2 separate regions of the Mus musculus genome follow, and region 2 is linked to region 1. The links are chromatin contacts, called in public capture Hi-C maps. All regions are on one chromosome and are shown on one strand. Each heading gives the region's core, a stretch centred on a gene start, on an enhancer-like site or on the middle of the called end of the contact. The rest is flanking DNA. Distances are from core to core; before and after follow the strand shown.

Region 1 (5,079 bases), core at 1,630-4,129:
CTTCGGGGATCTTTTAGGTGAGGATTCTTGCAACCCTCAGTTTACAAAGAAAGAAACCGAGGCATTGAGAGATCACCAGAAGCTTGGGAACCTGCCCAGAAGATCCACGGAAGTGTCGGTTGCCTGCCTGTCAGCCGCCCCGACGGAGAATCCCTTGTGTGCGGGTGGAGAGAAGCAGCCTCCCCTCGGAGGCCAGAACCTTCCTTGTTCCTCTGTCTTTCCCACCAAAGGGAGTTGGTCCAGCTCCATCACACTTGTGGAGCCTGATTTTACTATATGTTTCCCTCCCCCCTCCCAATGCCTTGCTACATCGAGTCCTCTGAACAAGTCTGTTTCCATGGAAACCATACAGTGACTCAGGGCTTCGGGACCTTCTCTGAACCAGATTATGACTATCAAATGCTCCCTCCTCACACCAATTCAGACTCCCTATGTAAAAGGATGGGGCATAGCCGATGGGCAAGAGGGGGCTGGGGACGGGACGGGGGGGGGAGTGGGGGGCCGCACAAACCAGGTCTCACTGAGAACCTGACACCCAGGGCTCTTTCAGACTCAGTCGAACAAAGCTAGGTCCCTCCTCCAGTGCAGCCTGACTTACTCCCTGCACTAGCATTCCCCAGTGCCACCCTCCCTTTGGAGCCAGGGCCCTTGGGAGAGGGCACTGAGAATCTAAACCCACACCTTGAATCAGAGCCTGCACTGAGCCGACAGGACATGGGGGCGAGGGTAGGAGGAAGTGGGCTAACTTAGGATGCTCAGAAGGGAGCCATTAACCCAAAGCTTCACAACCACTCGGCAAAAAGGGAAATTTGGATTTGGAGTCGGGGAGGGGGTTTTTGCTCTGAGATGAAGAAACCAAGGAGTTAGGGGACAGAGAAGGGGGGGGGGTCCTGATCTCAAAGCTCCAGCAATATTGGGGCATAATCATCAATGGCTTTCTCTCACTTGCACACCCCTCCTCTCCCCACAGATACCATGACCTGGACTGCTGGTCTCGAGCCAACTCACCCACCAGCAAGCAATGAAAGTTTGTCACACTAGGCTCCTGCAGGGGTCCAAGACCAAGGGCATATCCACCCCCTCCTTTCCTGGCAGCTCCCTAAAGACCCAAGAGGGCGGGGAATAGACTAGGGTGGAAGCTTGATACCTCCCTGGTGACTCCAGAGTGTGAGTCATGACGATAGAAGCACTTTGAAAAAGAAACAGGGTCATCAGGATGCCTACAAGTGTGGCAGCTACTGGGGACTGGGGCCTGGGAACTGCCTGCCAGGTAAGATCTCTTTGTGAGACAGCCTGGTCCCATCTAAAGGGCTAAGAAACCCCGGAAAGTATCTCCCTAGCCTATGAGCCCATCTCAACTTGCCTCTTACATCCACTGGTATCCTTGGGTTTCCCAAGTGGCTCCCAGTTCTCTGCTCAGCCAGGATGCTTGCCTCCTGCCTCCACCATAGGTGTCTTCCTATGTCCCTAGGCTCCAGAAGACAGTGGGCTGAATTCCTGTCACTGTTTGGACATGCACCTCCCCTGTCCCAGCCTCAACCTCTCAGCAGTCAGCTATAACATCCCTGGTCCTGGACCCCAAAAGCCTTGGTGTCCAGAAGCCTCTTGCTTAAACGGTTAAGCCCATCAGGAAGTGGGTACTAGGAATGTAATCTTAAAAAGAGGCAGACCTGGAGTAGGGAGAGGTGACATGGTGAGGTACCTGAAATCAAGCCAAGGTGCCATCCTAGCAGGACCTTCCTTCCTCAGATAGCGTGGCCTTTTAACCCATAGATTCCAGCTAGGGCCACTGTCTACTGTTACTGTAAAGTCAAGCACCGTGTCCCTCCCTGGACCCCGAAAGAAGCTGACCACCCCATATCCTACTCAGAGAGGTGCTAGGATTGTTTTGGCCTCGCGTGGGGGGAAGCTCTGCACCGTCAGGCAGCCCTAGTCTCCTAAGGGCCCAGCCTATCACCAGCATAGTAGAAGCCGATACAAGACCGAGGCTATAAGCAAGAGGCCGGGACAGTGCTTTGCCTCAGGGTGTAAGCCTGGTTTGTAAAGTTAGAGGAGGCACGGGAACCTCAGGGTCTCTGGCAACCTCGGCCGCTCGGGTCTAGCAGGCTGTTGCATGATCAACCCGGAGCAGACACCCGAGCGGGTACCGCAGCAGCAGAACAGGAGCCCCGGGCAGACGTTTATCCCAAGTTTGCTGCCCTCACCAGAGGAGGAGGTCAGGAGCGATCGCGGAGCTCTCCGGAGGGCTACTAGCCCCAGCCAACCTCTCCCAGCGCCCAGCACTCTGCGGTCCCTAGCCACCGCCTCCGCGCACCGCCCAGAGACACCGGCCCTGAGCTAGGGGCGTCTCCCGCCGCGCCCGCGCCCCCGCCCCTCCCGGCTGTTGCGGTGCAGTCCGTTCCCGCCTGCCCCGGGGCCCGGGAGACCCGGCCGATACCTGGTGGCGGGCGCGCCGGGAGCCGCTGCAGCGCCCAGCGCTGGCTCCATCCTTAGTCTAGAGTCAGGCTCTCCGGGGGCCCGCGGGTGGTGGTGGCGGTGGAGGTGGCGGCGGCATCCTCCTCCTCCCGCGCCCTGCTCCTCGGCCTCCCTCCTCCCAAGCCTCTTCCTCCGCCTCCGCGCGTCCCTCACGGGCCCCTCTCCATGGCTCGGGGGCGCTAGCTCCGGGTGGCTCGCTCTGCACAGTGCCTTTTCCTGATGAGAGAGAGAGAGAGAGAGAGAGAGAGAGAGAGAGAGAGAGAGAGAGAGAGAGAGAGATCAGGGCCAGGCACCGGGACACCGAGCACTGCAGCCCCAGTCTCCGGAGGACAGCAGCAGCCTCGGAGGCCAGAGCCTCACGGAGTACCCTCCTTGCGTCTCGGAGTCAAAAGCAGCGGTGGTTGCTTCAGCGCCGAGCTAGCGGGTGGCAGGCGCTGCGGTCCCGGCTCCACCCCCAGCGCCGCCCGCCCCCTCTCCGCCCGACCCCGTCAGCGCGCGCCCTCCCGCCCCCCCCCCCCCCGCGCAGCCCAGGCCGGGAGCGCCGGGACACCCCCACTAGCAGGGCTCCGGAGCCAACCCACCGGCGGGCCGAGGCAGCCACACCCCCCACCCTCCACCCCGCACCCCCCACCCCCCACCCCCGAGTTGAGGAGGCCAAGCGGCAGCAGCACGGGTACCTCTTGGCCTGCCCTCTCCCCCTACACCCGCCCTAGCGAAGGCATGGCTCTATCTATGCAGCCAAAGCCTCTGGATACCCAAGTCTGGCTACAGCCCCAACCTGACCCTGGCTCCTTTCCCCAGCCAGGGCAATCAGAGACTCCCAAACCCAGAACTGAAGTCGATATTCCACTACATGCCCCTGCTTCTCTTCCATCACCCACAACTAAAGAAATGTTTCATTTGCCCCAGATCCTGTCATCCCCTTTCAGCAGGGGCTGGGTGGAGCTGGCCAGTTAGTCGGACACTAGAGTTCCTTTGCTAGAGGAAGCTTTCCATCCTGCCCAGCCCCTTCCTCCTAGGCTGCATCTGTCTTCCCAGGTAGTTACCAGTCCACAAGCTGCACTTGTGGGACCAGGACAGCGGCAAAGCCCTGGCACTACAGTGGTCCTTCGTTCTCTGCATAAATATCGACTGAGCATCTCCTGCATGTCAGAAGCACCGAACACTATAGCTAGTGACAAGAGAAACATACCCCTGAGCCCTCAGTGTGGCCTGGAGGAAAAATGAAGCCAGCAGAGGAATGCCTGTGGCCCTGAACTGAAGAGGAGGGAAAACCCACTTCTACCATTGGCCACCAAGGTGTCCATGCGCACAAACCCAGACCCCATCCTGACCTGTTTCCCATCTGAAGATGTGTAGGTACTTTGCAGGGCTCTGGACCAAAGGCAGTAGTAGACTTTGTCCAGAGTGGTAGCGATCGTCCAAAGGAGTGGGCTTCCATCTCCACCGTCTCTTACGTCTCCTAGAACACGATCTGTCCATCCGTCTGTCACTCCTGATACGGTGCAGAGAACAACGGGTTTTTTTTTTGTTTTGTTTTGTTTTTTAATGAGGTTATATTCACCTGGAAGTTCTCAGTGCAGAGGAGCCTTTGTGAGTCTGCTGTGTGACCATGTGATGCAGTCCTCCCCCACCCGTGCCTCAGTTTCCTCACGAGGAAAAATGGAGGTGCTTTTTCTTATCTCCTAGGGCAACAGCTCCCATGTTAGCTTGGGTGGATGCTTACTTGTTCGCTAAGAAGGGAATAACATAATGTCTAGGAGTCTCCCGGAGACCCCAAGGGGCATATCTTCAGAAAAGGCTTCACATGGAACCAGATGACGTGAAGACCTCTGCTCCAAGGGTCCCAGTAGGCCACATGGTCATTTGTCTTGGTTACAGTTGCCAACCCCTAACTATAAACTCCTGTCCCCCACCACCTCCTCAGAGAAGACAACTAACATCGCCTTTCCTGACATCCCTGATGCAGCAGCTCCAGCTGCAGCTGTACCCGGCATCCCCCACCCCCACCTCCACCCTCTGCAGCCAGGGCTATAGGGCACCAGACCTCAGCCCCAGCATCACAGGGCTTTAGTCACTTGCCCACCTCCATGGTAAGTGGCTGTGTTTTGACATGACCAAGAAGAGAAAGCTGGCCTTGCAAGAACACTCCAGGTTTCAGGCCCCTCCCACTTGTCCATGGACAGCCTGCACCCCCCCCCCACCAACCCCCCCCCCCCGTCACCCTGGATGAACCAGAACCATCTCTTTCACCTAGGTTAATCCCTGCCTGAATCTCAGCTACCCCAGAATAGTCCAGGCTTAGAAACTCCTCTATCTCCCACTCTCTGATCCCAGCAAGTCATTTTTCAAACTTTGCTATATTTTGGATGGAGAGGACAGTGAGGTTAAAATGTAAAGAACTGGGGAGAAATATATTTAAACTCTGAAAGTAGACACAGACCTGGGTCCTCAGAAGTACTATGAGTCTGTTCCCAGTTACCTGGGGTTGCCCCCATATAACAAAAACATGTTTCTTAGGTGCCTACTGTGTGCAAGGCGCTGTGGGGGAGGGGATGCAGTGATGCCTCCACTAGAAGAGCATATCAGTTCTCAACCCCCATG
Region 2 (5,297 bases), core at 1,451-3,950, 730 kb before region 1:
GAAGGGACACTAGTCCATCACCAGGAAGACACAGTGGGGAAGGCAGGACAGCTGGCCACATTCACACGCCATCGAGGCTCTGAGAGATGAGATGTGGGTGCTTTCTTCTTACTCAGTCGGGGACCCCCGCCAATGCAATGGTGCTGCCCAGGATCTCCCACTTTCATTAACCCAATTCAGAAACTCCCTCAAAGACATAATAGAGATCCAGCTTCTAGATGAGTCTAGATTCTGTCAAATTGACGGTATTAACTATCAAACCCCTCCCTATGCAGGGAGTTGGGAGGTCTTGACCCAGGAGTCAGGAGGCCCCATGTTATTGCCATGCTCATCTGTCAACCCCACCAATCTTTCTCAGCATCCCCATGAAGACAATGAAGTAGCTGGACTACGATGAATCCCCATGGGGTTTCTTTGGAGTGGGCAAATGAGGAATCCTGGGCCTTCTGAACCTGGCGGCTTCTGGGTCTGTGCTAACCTGGCATCTCCTTGGTCAGAGCTAGCTGGCCCTTCCATTTCACCCCTGGGCTGTCTTTCTCCCCTCCCCACTCCATCCCCTTGGAATACTTCATTGCCTGCCTGAAACCTCATGATAAGCCACCATTTGGGGAACTTTCTTGGTTTCCCGACAGAACAGTTGAAGGGACCCTACAGGTTGTTTGCTCAACTTTGCATGTGGAAACACTAAGACTAAGATTGTTCTATGAATAGGAGACTAGCTCTCCCAGCATCAAAATGTGGTCTTATGTCTCATGGGACTAAACTTCCAGGGTCCCCATTTTGGGGGAGAAAAAAGGCACTTTTCTGTCTCTGCTATACAGGTATCATGTTTCCTGGTGTGCGGTGTCCCACGCTGGTTGCTAATGTGTCTTTAGTGACCTTTTTGGCGCTCACTGGACTCCAAGTGGGAGTGAGCCCTGCGATGCTCAGCCCTTCTTAGCCAAAGCAGCCAGCGGCATCTTGTTACACTTTCTTTTATTATGACTGAAGATCCGTTGTTGGAGTTTAATGACACCATTTTATTCGCACTGTATTTGTTTTATGATATCCTTCTATTTATAGCAATCCGACACTGCTCTTCCATTTATGGCCGTGGTAGAACATATCACTGTTTAAAAACAAACTCGTTTAAGTAAAACAAAATATAAAATAAGTGCTGATTTAAAGAAAGCACTTAAGCAGGCAGCCGTCATCCTTGGGCCCAGTCAGACTAACGTTCTCAAGGAGGCAGAAGGAAACGGAGGCCTGGAGTTAGATCCACTGTCCTAACTGGACGTGAGATGTACAGCCGGCCCAATCTTCTTTCCATCTACTTAGTTGGTTCTGGGGTGGAATTCAGGAGTCAGGGCTGGTGGCAAGTACCTGTTAGCAGGGAGCCATCTTGCTGGCCCCCAGCTTGTGCTGTCTCCCCTAAACTACACTGTGCCTGCTTTTGTCAAAACTTAATCTTTAAAGGCCCCTCCTGTCTGCCAAGCCTGGGCCTTTTCCCTCACAGCTTGATTCTGCTTAAGTTTCTGGGATGCCCCTCTTGGTTCCCAGGAGGCCCATGCAGCAGTCTTTTACAGCAGCAGCCTTGAGTTAAGGGCCTGTGAGGGTTCTCAGCCAGAGGGTTCCGTGCCCCACCCCCCCCCCCCACACACACACACTCTGTTTGGGAAGCTGAAGAGGTATCTATATATTGACAGACTTCCACACCTACGCCATTGGTCCACTGTTCTCGAAACTGCATGCCCCTCTGTCAAATCCCCTTCTTGGCCTCTCTCTGTGAAGTGGTTCAAAGGAACAGCCCTGAGACCTTAGACATTTTACTTCTTGGACTGTGGGCTTGAAAATACCAAGTCTGGTTTTCTGTTTACCCTTCAAAGCTCTGTCTAGCATCCTGACTTCACCAAGTTCCACACTGAAGTCAAAGAGTGTCTGTCCTGGGTGAGATCAGTGGGCCAAGTGGTCTCCTGTAGAGTGTAGTTTGATTTGTGTGTGTGTGGCCTCACAGGACTTTTCAAAGCTGAGACACTGATAATTGCTGCCAACGATTTGAGCCTTCTCATGACAGTCTTTCTTAGGTTGTGGCTCTTGAGTGCCTGCTTGTGAATTTTATATGGGTTCTGTATAGCATAGGTTAGCTGTCTTAGTGAACCCCAGTGGAGGAGAGGATGAAGTGAGAGCCTCTCACTGGTCTGGTCCTTAGCAGTGCTATAGTTTACAGCGGATGGGGTTGGGAGGCACCAACAATGAACCCTAATAGAGCTTGCTGCACAGGTTTCTATCTGGTACTTCCCTGGCAGTAAGTGGGAAACCAAGACGCGACATCGCAATGGAGAATCCCACACCCCAGCCCTGCAGTCCCACACACGGTGTGATAACAGCGAGAAAGCTTCCAGGGAATAAATGTCCCAGTCTAGCGTGCTACCTTCACCCTTCTCCAGCAATCTCCTAAATTCAGACATTGAGGCTAGGAGTGCAGAGGACATCGGGAGAGCACAGTTCCAGAAACCACGCTCTAGGACCCGGTGAGAGAGCGGCCGTGGACCATGAGAGCCGTGTCCGCCCCGGAGACGCGCCAGCACCGCGGCGGCAGTAGTGGCGACAGGAGACGGAGGGGCGGAGGCTGGGGCGGAGGGAGCGGGAGGGCGGGCCGGAGGGTGGCGGGAGGTGTGGCCGGCGGCGGTGGCGGGTGAGCCGCTGCAGCTGCCGCCGGCGTCTCAGGGGCTGCAAGCTGCAGGCGGACGCAACGCTGTGCGATTCCGAAGCCCAGCCACGCCAGGCCGCCCGGCCCTGGCCCCCAGCGGGCGTCGCCGCTCCTTGTCGCTTTGACGCCTAGCCCAGCGCCGCGGCGCAGGACTACCGGTGCCCCGCAAGTTGCGAGCGCACTCTGCGCCTGGGGAAACTTTACCCCGCGGCCGAGCCTCTGCCAGGTAGGATTCAATCACTGAGCCCCTCTGTGCGTACTGGCCCCGGGATACCGCGCGCTTCGGGGGAGATCCCAGATCAGTGCGGGTCCCAGGACGCTCGGGTAAGCGGCCACCAAGTTCTGAAGCGACTCCCCTGGGGGCGGGGACAGCGCCGCACTGAGTGACCCGGAGCATGCTCGGGTCGCGACTTCGCCCAGGTCAGGTGCAGCCATTCTGCGCCCAGCGATCTCGGGGGCTCAGGCGACAGTAAGGCGGCAGGTGGGACTCCCAGAGCCGGTGTGTTGGCCGGGGCTGTACCGAGAGTGAAGGGGTGAGCCCAAGTGACCCTGCACACAAGCAGGTCACAACGGGGGACACGGAGCCGGGCTTGGGCGCGGCGGACAGCCGATCGGGCTGGGGCACCGAGCGCTCTTCGCCTTCGTGGGACCCTGGTAGCAGGGCCTGGAGAACGCTCCTAGATTTTGCTCTCGCACCCGAGTTATCATTCCTTGCGCGGGAAGATGTCCAGCTCCGTGGATGTGGAGACCTAGGAGGTTCCCGGGCGGGTCCGGAGCTCCTTGCGGCCGGATGTGGGGTGTGGTGGCCGTGGGTTCCTTAGCGTGGCTGGCCGAGGTGGGCGCGCGCGGGCTCCGGGTCCTGCTTGCGCTGGGAGAGTTGTCTCGCCAGGGGGCGCCCTTCCCTGGCCAGATCGGCTTCCCAGACCAGCCTAGGAGCTTCTCTGAGTTTCTGAGCTCATGGAACCGCAGATGGACCAAGGCAATGCGCGTGGGGTCTGTTTGGAGGAGCTCCCCACCTTGTCCCAGAGAATCGGACGGAGGTGCACCCACTGTGAGACTGATGTGCAACGATCAGACGGATCAGTGTCATGAGGTGGGCTGCTGGCAAGGATGAGTGAACAATTTACACCCAGAAAAACAAAAGAAAGTTTACATGAACAGCAAGCCTGCATGGAGACAATAGGATAGAACATTAGTTGGATTTACTTGAAGTTACTGAAACCCAGCCATTTTTGTAAAAGTGGCATCTTTTGTCCTGGTCCTGGTCAGATCTCTGGGCGTGGTGGGCAGGATTTGTCCTCTCTCTGGGCATAGGTAGATTGGGGGCATAGGAATTTCTATAGTTTCATCAAAAGGGATACACTCCTCACCCATTACCGAGAGCACTCCATGTCCTGGGCCTGAGGTCCCACATGCATCTCTATGATCACGTCCCACATGCTGGTGAAAACGCACTTTCTTCCTTCCTGTACTCTTAGACTCCTGTATTGTGTGGGTGGAAAGGGTCATCTTTGTTGTGTGAAAGGCTGTTCTTATGGAGGGGACTTTGGAGGGAATTGGTGCCTTCTCTTCTCACTAAACTTCTCTCTGTTCCCCCAAGAGAGTACAGATAAGCTCACAGAGACCGTAGCTTCACACCGACTGAAGTTTTCATGTGCCCTTGCTAGGAATTCGTGCTCACCATCCAAGCTATTCCATATACCCCACCACACACACACACACACACACACACACACACACACACAGGTGTTGGGAATGGGTCCCCAAGATACAGATGGGGTCCTGCCTTCAGCCTGGGTAGAAACCACATGTGTTTATTGGATACAGCTAGTACCCCCATCCAGGACAAAGTTTCCATCAGACAGATCATCCTATCTGCCTGGCTTCTGTTTGGAATGGCAGAGCCAACGCAGAGAGGCAAAGGAAAGGGTGGGGACCCTTGTCACTGGGTTTGTCTTTAAGACATGCCAGAAAACAAAAGAAGAGTGTTGTTTGTTTTAGTTTTAATGGCTCTCAGTGTGTGTGTGTGTGTGTGTGTGTGTGTGTGTGTGTGTGTAGCCTAGTTGGAGAGCCCCGCCCACCCCTGGAACGTGGGTATTAGCATGTTCCCAACCCGAAGGCCTGCAGATTCTGGGTGCTGTCTCTTCTCTTTACTCCTTACTCACCCCAGCCCTCACACTGAAGACAACATAGAGGTTCTCCACCTTCCAAAGTTGCTCCTGCCTCTGGTCCTGTCTCTTGGACTCCAGGTAGATTCCCCAGTTTCTGACTTCTCAGTAGTCCAAGCCCAGGCTCATTTCTTTGTCTCTCTGTCCCCAAGACCAAGATGCCAGTCAATCACTGAATCTCCAGGGAGCTTTGAGGAAACAAACCTCTGGACTTGCACCTAGGACAGACTGATCTGAATCCAGAAAGGACCCCTCCCCCAGTTTTCTGGTAACTTCCACACCAGGCTGGAAATAGTCCCCTACCATCTAAGTGACATTTTAGTGCTTTGGACTTGGGACTGGTTGGGTTTGGAGTCAAGATATTAGGGGGGTTTGTGGGAAGGGGCTGGTAGAGGAGAAAGGGCAGATTTGAAATCCAACCAGTTAGCTTCTCATGGAGG

Evidence for each region. Capture Hi-C pulls out chosen DNA fragments and counts their contacts.
Region 2: a contact with region 1 is called in a capture Hi-C map of macrophages, with 5 times the contacts expected there. The contact joins the promoter of Tspan18 here to the promoter of Chst1 in region 1. A contact is called at or near these places in 3 of 39 promoter capture datasets (the SN4741 cell line, embryonic stem cells and hematopoietic stem and progenitor cells) and 2 of 9 other capture datasets (embryonic stem cells and macrophages).

The regions. Positions count from the first base shown.
Region 1 is chr2:92,597,507-92,602,585 of GRCm38.p6, reverse strand. Chst1 (carbohydrate sulfotransferase 1) reads right to left here and starts at 2,879. Exons shown (of 3, transcript NM_023850.2): 1 at 2,438-2,879.
Region 2 is chr2:93,331,890-93,337,186 of GRCm38.p6, reverse strand. It overlaps Tspan18 (tetraspanin 18), which reads left to right and starts at 2,700. Exons shown (of 10, transcript NM_183180.2): 1 at 2,700-2,915.